Regions from separate parts of the Mus musculus genome. Here all the other regions are linked to region 1. A link is a contact called in public ChIA-PET and promoter capture Hi-C data. All regions are on one chromosome and are shown on one strand. The core of a region is the stretch at or near the end of the contact, and the rest is flanking DNA. Distances in the headings are between cores, read along the strand shown. Region 1 holds the start of Skp1 (S-phase kinase-associated protein 1). Region 2 holds the start of Col23a1 (collagen, type XXIII, alpha 1). Region 3 holds the start of Hnrnpab (heterogeneous nuclear ribonucleoprotein A/B). Region 4 holds the start of Rmnd5b (required for meiotic nuclear division 5 homolog B). Region 5 overlaps Sec24a (Sec24 related gene family, member A (S. cerevisiae)).

Evidence for each region. Promoter capture Hi-C pulls out the DNA fragments that hold promoters and counts their contacts. ChIA-PET counts read pairs in DNA pulled down with a chosen protein or histone mark.
Region 2: a promoter capture Hi-C map of pre-B cells shows a contact between it and region 1, with 5 times the contacts expected there. The contact joins the promoter of Col23a1 here to the promoter of Skp1 in region 1. A contact is called at or near these places in 3 of 39 promoter capture datasets (cranial neural crest, hematopoietic stem and progenitor cells and pre-B cells) and 1 of 9 other capture datasets (adipose tissue).
Region 3: a contact with region 1 is called in an RNA polymerase II ChIA-PET map of memory CD8 T cells, with 637 read pairs. The contact joins the promoter of Hnrnpab here to the promoter of Skp1 in region 1. A contact is called at or near these places in 16 of 39 promoter capture datasets (the 3T3-L1 cell line, 3T3-L1-derived adipocytes, the C10 cell line and 11 more), 2 of 484 Hi-C or Micro-C datasets (neutrophils and pro-B cells), 10 of 115 datasets of contacts at active chromatin or transcription factors (the NIH/3T3 cell line, the SCID.adh cell line, bone marrow-derived macrophages and 7 more) and 3 of 9 other capture datasets (adipose tissue, liver and macrophages).
Region 4: a contact with region 1 is called in a promoter capture Hi-C map of pre-B cells. The contact joins the promoter of Rmnd5b here to the promoter of Skp1 in region 1. A contact is called at or near these places in 9 of 39 promoter capture datasets (3T3-L1-derived adipocytes, the C10 cell line, the HPC-7 cell line and 5 more), 3 of 115 datasets of contacts at active chromatin or transcription factors (double positive thymocytes, effector CD8 T cells and pro-B cells) and 2 of 9 other capture datasets (adipose tissue and liver).
Region 5: a contact with region 1 is called in a promoter capture Hi-C map of embryonic stem cells, with 2.4 times the contacts expected there. The contact joins the enhancer-like site here to the promoter of Skp1 in region 1. A contact is called at or near these places in 17 of 39 promoter capture datasets (the 3T3-L1 cell line, 3T3-L1-derived adipocytes, the C10 cell line and 12 more), 6 of 115 datasets of contacts at active chromatin or transcription factors (the 230-238 cell line, the NIH/3T3 cell line, astrocytes and 3 more) and 2 of 9 other capture datasets (adipose tissue and liver).

The regions. Positions count from the first base shown.
Region 1 is chr11:52,230,529-52,233,327 of GRCm38.p6, reverse strand. It overlaps Skp1 (S-phase kinase-associated protein 1), which reads right to left and starts at 1,333. Exons shown (of 6, transcript NM_011543.4): 1 at 1,210-1,333.
Region 2 is chr11:51,288,580-51,291,378 of GRCm38.p6, reverse strand. It overlaps Col23a1 (collagen, type XXIII, alpha 1), which reads right to left and starts at 1,459. Exons shown (of 29, transcript NM_153393.2): 1 at 992-1,459. The coding sequence starts at 1,252.
Region 3 is chr11:51,605,420-51,608,218 of GRCm38.p6, reverse strand. It overlaps Hnrnpab (heterogeneous nuclear ribonucleoprotein A/B), which reads left to right and starts at 1,338. Exons shown (of 8, transcript NM_001048061.1): 1 at 1,338-1,552; 2 at 1,633-1,879; 3 at 2,590-2,758. The coding sequence starts at 1,656.
Region 4 is chr11:51,634,520-51,637,318 of GRCm38.p6, reverse strand. It overlaps Rmnd5b (required for meiotic nuclear division 5 homolog B), which reads left to right and starts at 1,423. Exons shown (of 10, transcript NM_025346.1): 1 at 1,423-1,729.
Region 5 is chr11:51,702,496-51,705,294 of GRCm38.p6, reverse strand. Sec24a (Sec24 related gene family, member A (S. cerevisiae)) reads left to right here. Exons shown (of 23, transcript NM_175255.3): 19 at 882-1,019. Among named protein-coding and RNA genes, the nearest start is that of 0610009B22Rik, 15 kb to the right of the region's middle. Within about 2 kb of position 1,469, at least 31 of the 459 cell types and tissues checked have an H3K27ac peak or open chromatin away from gene starts, as enhancers often do. A contact at or near this core is called in embryonic stem cells, where this site is marked.

The sequences.
Region 1 (2,799 bases), core at 84-2,583:
GTTCTTTTTATGATCTCTAGTACTACAATGAGCATTCCAGAACAAGTCTATGTAGTTGATAAAATTATTTTAAAAGACCACCCCGTATTTCCTTGAAATAATTCACAATAAATAAAGATGTGCTTAGTCATAGTCAAATTTAGGTATTAGGTTACTTGCAAGGGAGCCAGGATCTTATTAAATGACAGGGAGGCAATCGGTTAATCTGTAATTCAACGCACTCTGTAATCCTAGACTTCACTTTTGTTGTTGTGTTGGAATTAAGTGCAAAATTTTTAAGTAATAATGTATGAGGTTTCGATTTGATATGCTTTCAAAAAACCCTTCTTCAGTTCTCTAAGCTCCTAGACTTGGAAATTAATCATCCAAGTCTAGCATGAGAATTCTAGTATACCAGACTTTAAAAACAAACCTGTTTTAAGTGACTCGAAATTCTGACACTTGTTACTACACTGCAGGACGGAAGAGACTGCATTGTTCTATGCCACAATACAGTCTACTGTAACATTCTGCTGAAAAACTGAGTCTCCAAACCTGAGGACTCCGTGAAAAAGTGAACCAGAAGGCAGGTTTTAGCACTATCCCTTAAAAAACCCAAACACCTCAGGTTTTAGCGTCAAATGCCACACACCTCAGACGACAGTGTCTATTACAGTAACAAGTTCAGAGACTGCAGAACGTGACAAAACGCAAAGAAACATTGGGAGTCTGTTACCTGCATATTCGGTGGTTAAAAAGGTGAGACCAATAAGGAGCTAATTGACGCCAGATACAGGAGAAAAGGGAGGGAGCCAAGAATCAAATGGCAACGACAGCCACCACCTGGAACGGCCCAGGACCCCTACTCAAAGCCTCGCTGCCCACCCGGCCTGGAGCGCGGAGCAGCAAGCCTGTCGCTAAGGCAGGCCCGGTACGAAGCCTGGGCCTTCCAGTCGCGTTTGGGGCCGACTGACGTCGCCTGCAAAGCGGCAGGCCTGCCACAGGGCTCGACTCTCTTCCCTGAGCGAGCGCCGAAAGGATGGGAGACCCTTGAAGGCCTGACTCGGCCTCCTCGTGCCTCCCGCGGTCCGGGGGTCTGCAACGGGCCGCACGGCGCCTCAGGATACGAGGCCAGGTCGCCTCGCCGCCTCGTGCACTCCACAGCCAACGCGAGGCTCCCACCCAGCCCCTCCCTCGAGGAACGTGTCCGGCTCGCGGGTTGCTACTCACGGTGCTCCGTCTCAAGACCGCAGGCCCGAGGCTGCCGGACAGAGTTCACAACCACAACGAAGTATCGAGAACAAGGCCACTCGAGCGGCGCCGCGCGGCGTCGCCTTTTATAGCAGCGGGACGCAGGCGCCGAGGACCCCGAGCCCGTGACGTCACACAGCCGGCCGGGCTGGCCGTTGAGATCGCCTGACGGCAGTCGAAACACAGGCGGCAGACCCTGAGCGCCGCAGAGGTCTCCTGGAGAGGTGCTGAGCGGCGGCGGGTGGAGGGGTGGCTGGGCAAGAGAGGGACGTCCTCCTTACTCCGCTGGCCTAAACAGCGCCATGCTCTCCTTCAAAGCGGACTCCGGCACCGGCTGGGAAACCATCTCGACCCGAAGGGTCTTTCAGGCATGGGCTGTCTTAAACGGCTTGAAAGACCCCAGTCCTGGAAAAGCCTGGAAACAACAAACCGCAAAACCGGTTGTGGGTGTGTGTTTTCCTTAAAGGAGTCGCCTCAGCCTGACCACCGTTACTCTCCTAATAACCTAAGGAAATAGAATTGAGTTTGCTGACCAGGGGTTCAGGAGTTGAACCTTCTCTACTGATACTGAATTAAATATATATATATATATACATGTATGCCATGTTGAGACAAAGGTGTTTCTTTAACCTAGGCGGCTTAGAATTCTTAAATACTCCTGACATGGTACACCTGCTTATTTGATTTTTAAAGTTTTATTTTCTTTGCATTTTAAGACGGGACCCTGTTTGGCACAGAGTAGCTGTAAATTCAGTATGTTGACCAGGTTGGTCTAAAATTCATGATCTCCTTCCACCTGCGCTGGGGTCACAGGCATTTTCACCACATATATACTTGCCTGAAACTCTTGTTGTTTTGTTTTGAGACAGGGTCTTACTATATAAGGCTTGGAGCTCGCTATTTAAACTCAGATCTGTCTGCCTCCCAATAGCCAGCTTGGAGATTCGAGGCTAGGACCACCCTGTTGGCTAATCTTCACCTTTATTTCCTACCTTTGAACTTTGAAGAGGCTTCCAGGCCCCCAAATAGCCATTGTTGGAGTGAAGCGCCAAGCCTGGAGAGAGTCAATGTGAATGTAGCATGGAGGTTACATTCTTTGGGTAACCATGCTCTAGGCCAATCTGTGAGGCCAGTGCTGGGGATCCATCCAGCAATGAACGGGGACAGTCAGGCTCAACCTGAACAGGCTATGCTGTACAGGCGGCTCAAAGAAGGCTGTGATAAGGTCGCTAGAATGAAACAGCTTTGAAGTAAAGGGAGAGGCCTGAAAGCACCCATCTGGCCTCAGCCCAGCCAGGAAGAGGGCAATTGCCTGCCCTGCCCTGCCCTGCCCTGCTGTGTCTAGGGAGCATCACTAGCCCCACCAAGGCGCCAGGCTCACCTAACCAGTGAGCACATGATTGGTATTCCTGGCACCACGAAGACAAAAGACTTTTCCACACAGGGCCTCCTAAAGAAACCAGAGACTACAGCTTCTCTAGGACAAGACTGGGCAGAGAGACCAAGCAATGGGTTGAATTACCAGGTCTTTGTCTGCTGGTATCCAATGTCTGCCAGGTGCCAGAGTCG
Region 2 (2,799 bases), core at 210-2,709, 940 kb after region 1:
GGCCAGGTATTGTCAGATGGAGTATCAGTAGACAGAAGATCAGAAGTCCAGGCATACAATGGCCATCTTCTTTTGTTTTTGTTGTTTGTTTTGATTTCTTGAGACAGGGTCTTCCTCTGGCTGTCCTGGACAGGATGACCTCAAACTCAGAGATCCTCATGCCTCTGCCTCCAAAGTGCTGGGATTAAAGGCGCTCATCAATATGCCCAATGGTTGGCATTTATTTATTTATTTATTTATTTATTTATTTATTTATTTATTTTCGTTCTGAAGCCCAGGCTGGACCTGCATCTCAACTATATAGTTTAAGCCAGCCCCCAACTTGTAGAGAGATTCACACAATTCAGCCTCCTAAATTCTGGAATTACAGATGCCACCAGGGCAGGCTCAAAACAGGAGTCTTAACCCTCGGAAAACAAACCTAAGACGCTTTGGGGGTGGCCTGTAGAGATCACCACCCAGCCAAACGCGCACAGAGGCAGCTAGCTCAGCTGTGTCCTAGTCTTCGATGCACAGTTTTAGTGGGCCAGCTAAGGAACACAGCACATCTAGGCCAGAGCCGCTCCCAACCTAACCTTCCCGGACACAGAGGAAGGGCTGGCCTGAGCCTTGAGGTGGTCCGGACTGTTTCAGGCAGACTAGCCGTGGGAACGCAAGAGCCTCATTAGTATCTCCAGCGCTGGAGAGCAGGCAGAGGCTGTGGGTCTGAGCACACACTTCAGTAGAGACTCCGCACTCAGGACTGTTGTTACCCCAAGGTCTTTCTTTACCATAGCCCCTTAGTGTTACCTAAACAGCCCTTTAAGTTGTTTTTCCTGCAGAAGCAAGTCCCGGCACAGAAGCTGGACAGCAGGACCCTTCCCCACCAGCGACCCCAGTGCAATCCACTAGGTGAGTCCTGCTCCTGAAGGTGACGATCAACGCCGCCCCCGCAGCCCTACACCCCCTCGTGAAGCGGGACATCCCCCGGCCGGCGATCGCGCGCCCTCACCTCCCGTAACAGGCGCTCCAGGTGCGTTTCGGCCCAGGCGGCCAGGGCTCCGGACGGCCCCGCATGCCGCAACAGCTCGCGCTCCTGCTCCAGCGCCGCCACTCGGCCATGCAGGGCGGCCGCCTGGGCTCCCAACAGGAGACAGGCGGCCGCAGAGCCCACCGACAGCAGCAGGCACAGCGCGCTCAGCGCCCGCGACCCGCAGCCCGCTCCGGGGTCCTGCGCGCCTCCTCCGCCCGCCGCGCGCTCGCCCGCGCCCATGGCGACCCGCCGGCTCTGCGTCGGCGCTGCGGCCCGGGGCGGCTCCAGGTCGGCGGCTGCGGGGCTCCGCGTCCGGGTGGCCGCGGATCGCGCACGCCCCCCTAGCCGCCCGCTCAGACTCAGCGGCCACTGCGGGCAGTTCCTTCTATGCAAATAGACCCCGCCAGAAAAGGCGCGGGGACCCACCCAGGGGAGGAGCGGCCGGACGGGGAGGGCGGGGGTGGTGGTGGGGGCCTGGCGCTCATCAGCTCCTCGCAGTCCGGGCCCTCGCCTAGCGGGTCCCGGAGCGCGAGCCTCTGTACCCCGCCGGTGCCACCCGAGGCACCCTATGCGGCCGGGCTCGGCTCTGTCGCAGGCCGCCTGAGGTTGAGGCACTCACTGTTCGAGCCTTGGGAGTGTTCCCCAAGCTTGTAGATTGACCTTTCTGACACTTGCAAAGCAAAACTTGGAACTCTGTGGGAAAGTTAGAGGTTCTTTCTAGACGGTAGCTGAGCGCCGCTTGGTGGCCAAAAGCGACCCCTGCGGGTGTGCGCAGGAAGACTTGGTAACCGAGAATCAAAGAGAAAGAGAAACAAAGGAAGGAAAGAGGAAAACTAGTGAGAGGAATGTGGAAGGAAAGAGAGAAATAAGGAGAATAAGAGACAAGGAAGGAGGCAAACTAGGCACCTCTTATAGTCAATGTTCACCATAGCAACTCAGGCATGGACACTAGACAAAAAAGCTCATACTTCTTTCCTGAACCAGAGGGAGCAGTTAGTTCAGGAAGCAGACAAAAAACAAATGGGAAAAGTGTCTAAAACTTGGTATACCTTGAATTCTGCAGGGACAGACTTAGCCCAAACCCAAATCTGGAATGCATCATACTGACTTGTCTTAACCACAGTTACATTAGGACACCAATCGGGCCCAAAGAGAAAGCCATCCACTTACAGGGATGGCCAGAGAGGCTGAAGTTGGAATCCAGGTTTTAGCTGCCAGGGCCCCCACAAGGCATATTTATACCTCAAAACTGGTCTCAAGTAACTGTCACATTAACTCCTGGGACACCCTTTCGAGAAGAGTCAGTCCTGAGTTTGGAGCCTGGTAAGGGGCACACGTGATGGAGTGGGTTTTAGATAATTTTCCACCTTCCCTTCTGACTCTCCTGTGGCTGTCTTCTTAATTTCTGTGGCTGCATTATCCATTCTGTATTCTTAAAGCCTGTTGAGACCCAGCAACACTCCTACTCCCCTAATTAAAAGGGAAATCACCCAGCTGGCAAGACCCTCTGAACTAAAACTTCCTGGGGTTGGAGGCTGTGGCCTCAGGTAAAGTGGAGTTTCTGGTAGTGGTTATAAAGTCTTGGCCCTGTGTGAAAACTGTGCCTGTGCCCAACAAATATTCTGAAAACCTCTTGCCAAGCAAACCTGACAGTCTACTGAAGTCTCTGAAAAGACGCCAACACCGTATTACAAGTTAGCACCCATTCTCACTACCCATTACCTACCAGTGTTAGTGTTAATGGGTACTGTTTCATTCTAGAAGCGTCTGTGTATTGAACAGGGCGA
Region 3 (2,799 bases), core at 89-2,588, 630 kb after region 1:
TTCAGCTTACTCCATCAATGTGGGAGGAGACAGAGAATCTCCAAAGCTTGTGAGACCATTTGCCTGGAGGCCAGCCTGGTCTACAAAGTGAGTTTCAGGACAGCCAGGGCTATACAGAGAAACCCTGTCTCAAAAAAAAAAATCTATATATATCTCTATCTATCTATCTATCTATCTATATCCATCCATCCATTGGATGACTCACACCTTTAATTCCAGCACTTAGAAGGCAGGCAGGCAGTTTTCTGTGACTTCAAGACCAGCCTAGGTCTAAAAATGAAGTTGTGGGCCAGCTAGTTTGTTTAAAGGAAAAAAAAATTATAAAGAACAAAATGGAAAGTGAAGATTGATACCTTGTCTGATTTACACACTCAGGGCATAGAACTTACACTCAACACAAACGTATGCACACATACACAGGAATCATGGCCTAACCCAGGCCTTTAAAGTTTTATGGTCAATGCTTAAAAGAAAACTACCCCTCTTTACCATAACCTCATTTAACAGGGCTATTTTTCCAAAAGCAAGTTGTCAGACTAGGCAGGGTGACACATGTCTGTAATCATATCCTGGGGCTACATGAAAAGACTCTTAATTTTTCCATTTAGGATCATCTAAAAATCAGTGAAATTAAGCTAGGCACAGTGGTGGTGCAGCACATAATTCCAGCACTGAGGGGGTGAAAATGGAGGGTCAAGAGTTCAAGGCCAGTCGGAGGATACCAGACTTGGTCTCAAAAAACACAAAACGGAACCAAAGGAAAGAAATAAAAATTAAAGGCAAAGCTAAACACTAATGCGATATTAAGTATCTATGGGTGTCAAGCAGACACTGGAAATACTACGGTCCAACGTTCACTGCGCCAGGCCTCCATGGATGGCCCCAGCTAGCTCACTGAAGAGGGCAGGAGCCCTGGCATCTCAGGATGCCGAGGTTTAGGAGCAGGCTGTGCTGAAGGCCTCCGATGACCGCAGCACTCCGTAGATTAGAGCACTCCAAGATTAGGCTCCTTTCTCCGGGCGACCTTGGATTTAGGGGACTTCCTCCGGCTCATTCTCCTCTTTTGGGAGGCCGGGGTTGCTAGTGTAGAATAGGATGTAGGGATAGGATGACAGACTGCCGTGTACCCCGGGCAGCTGGGGACATTGGACGTGCTCGCCCGGTGACCGGAACCGTAGACAGTTCTCCGACTCGCGCGCGTTCTAAAATGAGGACAAAGCCCGCCCGGATCTAGAGCGCGCGCGCAGAAGCAGCCAATAAGATGCTAGGACAATGGTGAGTGGCGGTTCGCTTTGCCCAATGAGAGTATCCGTTGTTACGAGGTGGTGCCCGGCTTCGGCATTATAAAGAGCTCCACGAGTTGGCATTGTCAGGCGGTGGCACCGCGCGGGACGGAGTTAAGGTCTTCTTTATCGGCAGTGTACGGCGGCGGCCGAGCGGAGCGATAGTCAGTGGCTGCGGACGAGCCCTCGGGGGTGCGAGCGTGACCGCGGCCAAGCCCGCGCGTCGCCTTCTGCGGCGAGTAGGGCCTCGCGGCGTCATCGGCGGCGAGGTGAGCGGCCCGGCCGCGGGCGGTGGGCGGGAGCTCGGGGAGCGCCGCGGGGCCTGACGCGCTGTCGCCGCTCGTTGCAGTAGCCGCTGCGGCCTGGCCGACCATGTCGGACGCGGCTGAGGAGCAGCCCATGGAGACGACGGGCGCCACCGAGAACGGACACGAGGCCGCCCCCGAAGGCGAGGCCCCGGTCGAGCCCAGCGCGGCTGCCGCGGCCCCCGCGGCCTCGGCCGGGTCTGGGGGCGGGACCACGACCGCACCGAGCGGGAACCAGAACGGCGCGGAGGGCGACCAGATCAACGCCAGCAAGAACGAGGAGGACGCGGGGTAGGTGCGGCCGCGGGCCGCCGCCTTTGTTCTGGGGCCGTCTTTTGTTGGCGCCACGCGGCGGGGGGAGGGGCGGGCGGCCCGCGGAGCTGTGCCTGCCTGGCGCGCTTGCCGCCTGGCCCGGGCGCGGTTACGCGCCTCGGAGTTTGCAGGAGTTTGCGGGGTCGACTGTGAGGCCGATCTGGGCCGCTCGCGCGGTGCTTGGGCTACTTCGGGCCTCGGGGCGGGCGGCCCCGGAAGAGGAAAAGCGGCGGATCGCGAATCGGGCCGCGAGGGCTGCGTCTCTGCTGCGTAGGCGGAGTTGGCGCGCAGCGGGCCGGGCCTAGCCTGCCGCGAGTCGAGGGGCGGAGTTCCAGCCTGAACCCTGGGGCGGTCTTGGCACCGGGAAACCCAGAGTTCCTTGGGGCAGGTACTTGGGAGGCCGTGAGCTCAAGTAGATTCATGAGTGCAGGGCACGCTGATTTTAAACTCGTGAGGGGTCATGGGTCACATTCTTGTCCCGTATGTACCGTGTGTGGCTGTACAGTCTCGTTCAGCTGTGAGTTCCAGTTGAGTCGAGATTGCAGAGCGACGCAAGGGTTAACTTGAAAGGGGGCACCATCTCAGACTGGTCCATGGGACTGTGGCTCCATAAGCCCTTCCCCAGCCAGGAAAAGTGTCAGAATTCTTTTACAGCTTCTAAGGTTTGTGGTCTTGTCTCTCACTTGCAGAAAAATGTTCGTTGGTGGTCTGAGCTGGGATACCAGCAAAAAAGACTTAAAGGATTATTTTACTAAGTTTGGAGAGGTTGTTGACTGTACAATAAAAATGGATCCCAACACTGGACGATCAAGAGGGTTTGGGTTTATTCTCTTCAAAGATTCTTCTAGTGTGGAAAAGGTAAGCTGGGTATTTGACAGCAATCTACTAGGATTCTGAAT
Region 4 (2,799 bases), core at 174-2,673, 600 kb after region 1:
TAATCTCAGTACACAGAAGGTAGAAAGAGGTCCTTCGTGATGTAAGGAGTTCAAGGCCAGTCCTGGGTAGGTATCAAAGACCCTTTCTCAAAAGATTCTCTCTCTTTCTTTCTCTCTTTCTTTCTCTCTTTCTTTCTCTTTCTTTCTTTCTTTCTTTCTTTCTTTCTTTCTTTCTTTCTTTCTTTCTTTCGACAGGGTTTCTCTGTGCAGTCCTGGCTGTCCTGGAATTCACTCTGTAGACCAGGCTGGCCTCGAACTAAAAAATCCGCCTGTCTCTGCCTCCCAAGTGCTAGGATTACAGGCATGTGCCACCACTGCCCGGTTCTTTCTTCTTTTCTTTTCTTTTTTTTTTTTTTTTTCCTGGTCTCAAACTCAGATCTGCCTGCCTTTGCCTCCGCAGTGCTGGAATTAAAAGTGTGTGCCATTACACCCGGCTCCTTCATTCTTTTTAGTTAGGGCATGTATACAACCCCTATTTCATTTTGCCCCTAAAGAGGGGCTATTTACAGAGAGCAGCTGGGCTGGGGGCTATGGATGCATAGGGTTAGGTGAGCCCGTAAGAACAAAAACCGAACTCTTAAAAATTGTGTGTGTGTGATGTGAACGTGGGTGTGCTTGCCTGTACAAGTGTGTGAGGGCCAGAGAAGGATTTGGGGAGTCTCGCTCCAACACTCTCCACTTTATTCTCTTGATCCTAGAGCTCTGCTTTTTAGCTACATTAGCTGGCAGGCAAACACAAGAATCCTTAAGTCTCTGCTAACCCCACTCCTGCAATTACAGGCCCGCGCCAGTAGGTGCGAGCCAGCTTTCTAACAGTACCTGGGATCTCAACTCAGCCCCTCACACTTGTTTTGCAAGCACTTTCCCTGTTACCTCAGACTCTTCCTTTAACATTATTTGCTAGTTCAAAATGCATCGCAGGAAATACTTAATCACTGGACCACATACATGTAATGGTCTCTTAAAATGTTCATTTTTCGGGTGCTGGGGGTGGACCAAGGGACCTGCGTGTACTTTAACCCTCCCCCTGTCCTCCCCCTCTCTCTGTCGTAGCTCAGGCTGGCCTAACTCACTTTGTATCCCTGGATCTCTGATCTTCTTATAATTATAAGATTATAGGCGGGTACCACAATACCCAGCTTTGTTTATTTTCTGAGCCAGAGTGTCGCTTTGTAGTCTAGACTGGCCTGGAACTCCCGGCGCTCGTCCTGCCTCCGTGTCCCCTATCCCAGCCTGGACATTTAAGACCTAGTTTACTGTGGTTGGGGGCCCGGATTAGGCAGGTGCGCCAGCTAATACTTCCGGTAGAAACTCGTGACAACCCGTCGGTGGTTCTGACGCGCGGAAACCCAGGTTTGCTCCGGATCGCAGAGGCCAGGCGTCCCGGCACTGCGCAGGCGCTAACTGTTGCCTGGCTCCGGCGAACGATTCATTCGGCATTCCTTGCAAAGCCGCGGGCGAGACACACTGTCTCCCCACGCTCCGCGACACCACGCATGGGCGAGCCCGGACCCACCCGAGAGGCAACCGCCGCGCCTTCCGGTTCCGATGACAGCGGCGCCGGAAGCGGGCTGAGCTGCAAGACTAGGTGACAGCCTGCCGGCTCCCGGTCCCGGGGTGCGGGGCGCCCCGACCAAAGCCTGGAGCAGTCGTCGGCCACACCCTCCAAGGGCTGGTGGAGTCGCCCGGACTCCGACGTCCCGTCCTAGTGCACCTGACTGAGTCAGAGGTAAGCAGCCAGTGGGTGGCGGGGTTCCGGCAGGGCACTGCAGGAGGGTCTCTGGGAGGATAAGTAGGAGTTTGTCAGTCTTTGCACTACTATGCGGGTCAAGTCGGGGTCGTGGCATGCCCCTAGGGTAAATGGTGGGCTTTCCTGTCCTTTCAGTTTTAGGTGAAGAAGTGACAATGTGAAACTTTCTAGTATTTGTAGGGATATGATTTGTTTGAGTGTAAAATACAGGGCATTCGATACTGTGGTTTGAAAAGATGACACGTGTGTGGAGACCTAGATAAGGAGCCAGCCATGGGAAGATGTGAGAGAGTGTTCCGAGAAGAGGATAGAGGCAGAAATAAACTGGATGTACCCTGGAACAGAAAGGCTGGTGGTGGTAGAGTGTGGCAAGTGATGGGGAGAGTCATTGGAGTGAGCATCACCAGGGAGTTTGTTTGGATAGAACTTTTGTTTTTCTTTTGTTTGTTTGTTTGTTGTCTTTGAGACAGGGTCTCTTATAGCCTAGGCTGCCCTGGAGCTTTCTAAGTAGACCAGGCTGGCCTTGAACTCACAAAGATGCATCTGCTTCTGCCTCCCATGTGTTGGGGGGTGGGGTGGGTTAAAGTCCTGCACCACCATACCCAACCTCAGATTTATTTATTTTCTTTTATAATGATGACGATGATGACAACGACGATGACGACAGCATTTCTCTACATAGCCTTGGCTGTCTTGGAATTCACTGTGTAGACCAGGCCAGTCTGAAGTCAGACAGATCTGCCTGCCTCTGCATCCTTAGTTCTGGGATTAAAGGTGTGAGTCACCACACCCAACAGATATTTTTTTTAAACTTCTTATTTCTAGGTGTATGGGGACCTTTTGCCTTCATGTGTGTCTGTGCACCACGAGATGCAGTGGATGAAGAGGGCTTCAGGGTCTCTAGAACTGGACTTACAGGAAGTTGTGACTGCCATGTGGGTGCTGAGAACAGAATCTGGGCTATTTGCAAGAGCAGCAAGTCCTCCTTAAACACCGAGCCATCTCTCCAGCCCCTCTAGTGTGAAGTTTTAACATTTCCTTCATATCTC
Region 5 (2,799 bases), core at 220-2,719, 530 kb after region 1:
ACACATGCTGAGTGCTTACAGTGTGCTGCATGTTGTAGGGGGATGGGAGAGACATCATTGAACAAAATTGCCCAGACTCTTTCCAGGGCAGCCTTGTTCTAGGGGAGCCTCACAAGTTAGTGACCTGGGCATAAAAGCTGGTCTGGGTTCTTTGGCAAAGTCACCATAGAGGAGCACCTGGCATAGAGCCATCAGTGAGTGACATGTGACAGACTGAGGCTCTGCTGTTATTAAACACTCTTGCTTCCTGCAGATGCCTCAGTTTACCTGAACCTGCCTGGAGAAGGCGTTCTAGTCACATTCAGTCTGTGAATATTCATTGTTCTCTGCCTCTTGTATTCCTCTCCACCAACTGAGACACTAGCCCTCACCTCACAGCTCCGCCAGCCTGAGTGCAGCTACTACAGCACTAAAACTGTCCCAGCCTCAGCTCTGCTCTGCCACTGTCCTCATGTGTGGTACCACCCTGCTTCAGAGGCCGTGGGATCTGCTGTATTGAGTTTTAATGTCTCTCGTTGTGGAAGAAACAATTACCATCCAGCAGACGTGGCACACTTGCTGGGGTCTTCTTGCTATGCCATGTGTACCTTTATCTTGTCGCCAGGGTACCATCCTTCCCAGGCTTCTCAGCTCCATCACAGTCACTGCAGTTAGGCCTAGCCTAGCAGTGAGGAAACAGACACCAGGAGATCGGGTGACTTAGCAATGGTCAGGTATTGACTAGTTGAGACTTCCAGATGAGGCTACAGGGTAATGACTTCTTCAAAGATAAAATAATTTATGATAAATTTGCTAATTCTGTCTAATGATAATCTTTTAGCAATTGACATTTACAAAACTCTTTTTCTAATGTTGGGAGGCGGGGTGTTGTTTTATTGCAGAAATCTTTCCAGACTGGGACAAGTATACGTCTAGATGAACGAATTTTTGCCATGTGTCAAGTGAAAAGCCAGCCATTGGTTCACCTCATGCTCACAACACATCCCAGTTTGTACAGAGTTGACAACCTCTCAGATGAGGTAAGACCAACTCCCTGTTCTGTGGCTTCTTCCGAAAAACGTGAAGCCTGATTATATTCTGTACAGAAATGAGTTTGTTACCTAAATCCTTGTTTGTTTTTTCCTAGGTAAATGTACAGAAACTTTGATAGTTAGGGACATTCCTGAAAATATTAACTTTAAGTTTTCTAAGACATACTCTCTTTTTTTCTAATTTGAGATTTAAAGATACAGATATAGTATACAAGGTGTCTCAGAGTGTCTATTGCTGTGAGAAAACACCATGACCAAAGTCAACTTGGAAGAAAGGGCTTCTTTTAGCATAGAGTTCATCATCAAAGAAGTTAGGGCAGGAACGCAGGGCAGCAGCTGATGGAAAAGCCATGGAGGGTGCTGTGTACAGGTTTCTCTATGGCTTACTCAGTCAGGCTTCTTACACAGCCAAGACCACCAGACCATAGGGGGCGCTGTTGCGGGAAATATTTAAAAAGAACCACCAAGCTCCTGCACTTCATCCGCCCACTCTCCAGCAGGACCAGAGCTCCTGTGTTCCCTTCTCTTGGCTGCCATGCCAGCCACACGCAACGCACCGCAACGACCATCCACCCAGCAGTCAGCACCTCAACACCCAGCAACCCAGTAGAAACAAAACTCTAGAAGCTTATAATTAACAAGTCAGATTTAGAGGGCTGGAGAGATGGCTCAGCAGTTAAGAGCACTGACTGCGCTTCCAAAGCTCCCCAGTTCAAGTCCCAGCAACCACATGATGACTCACAATCATCTGTGATGAAATCTGATGCCCTCTTCTGGGGTGTCTGAAGACAGCTACAGCCAGCGTACTTTACATAATAAAGAAAGAAATCTGGGCCAGAGCAAGCAAGACTGGAGAGAGAAGAAAAAGTGTCTGAAGACAGCTACAGTGTACTTACATATATCTGACCTTTTTTAAAAGATTTATTTATTATTTATATCAATAAATTCTCAATTCACAAGATGCCTACACAATAATTTCAGGGCCAAATGATAATGATACAAGCTGCCCACCTAGATCAGACAAGTTATCCCAATTATTCTATCCCTATATGATGTTTATAACTACCTGTGGCTACTTAAAACCAATCCCACCCCCGTGGGATCAGGATCTTCCTGTTCATCTGCTCTCTGTCCCTGCAACTCTTTGTTCTGCCTCCCTTTTCCCTGTCCAATCACAAGCTTCCTGCTGCACTAATATTCTAATGTAATTGGACAGGAAAAATTCTACCCCCGGGCACTGCCCACAACGGGCTCTTCTCACATTACTCACTAATTGAGGGAAATGCCAATCTGGTGGGAGCATTTTCTCAGTTAAAGTTTTCTCTTCTCAGGTGACTCTAGCTTGTGCCAAGTGGACATAAGATAGCCAGCACAGAAGGCTCTTACCAGTTGTTCCTAATGTTTAACTTTATAGTTTCCTGGGCTATACCTAAATGGCTTATTCCTATAGTTCAAACAACTTTGGCTAAAACAAGAGGATCACTTGAGCTCATGAGTTTGAAATCAGTCCCTGCCTCAGAAACAAAATTCAAAAACTCTAAGAAGAGGAAGAGGAAGAAGAAAAGGAGGAAGAAGAGGAGGAAGAAGAGGAGGAAGAAGAGGAGGAGGAAAGAAAAAAGGAGAGAGACTTGATTAATCTATTATTAGTTGTATTTCACTAATGTCACTTATCTGTTCACTATATATTATATTTTTCAATTTAATTTTTAAAAACCAAAGTCAAGGGGCTGGTGAGATGGCTCAGTGGGTAAGAGTACCCGACTGCTCT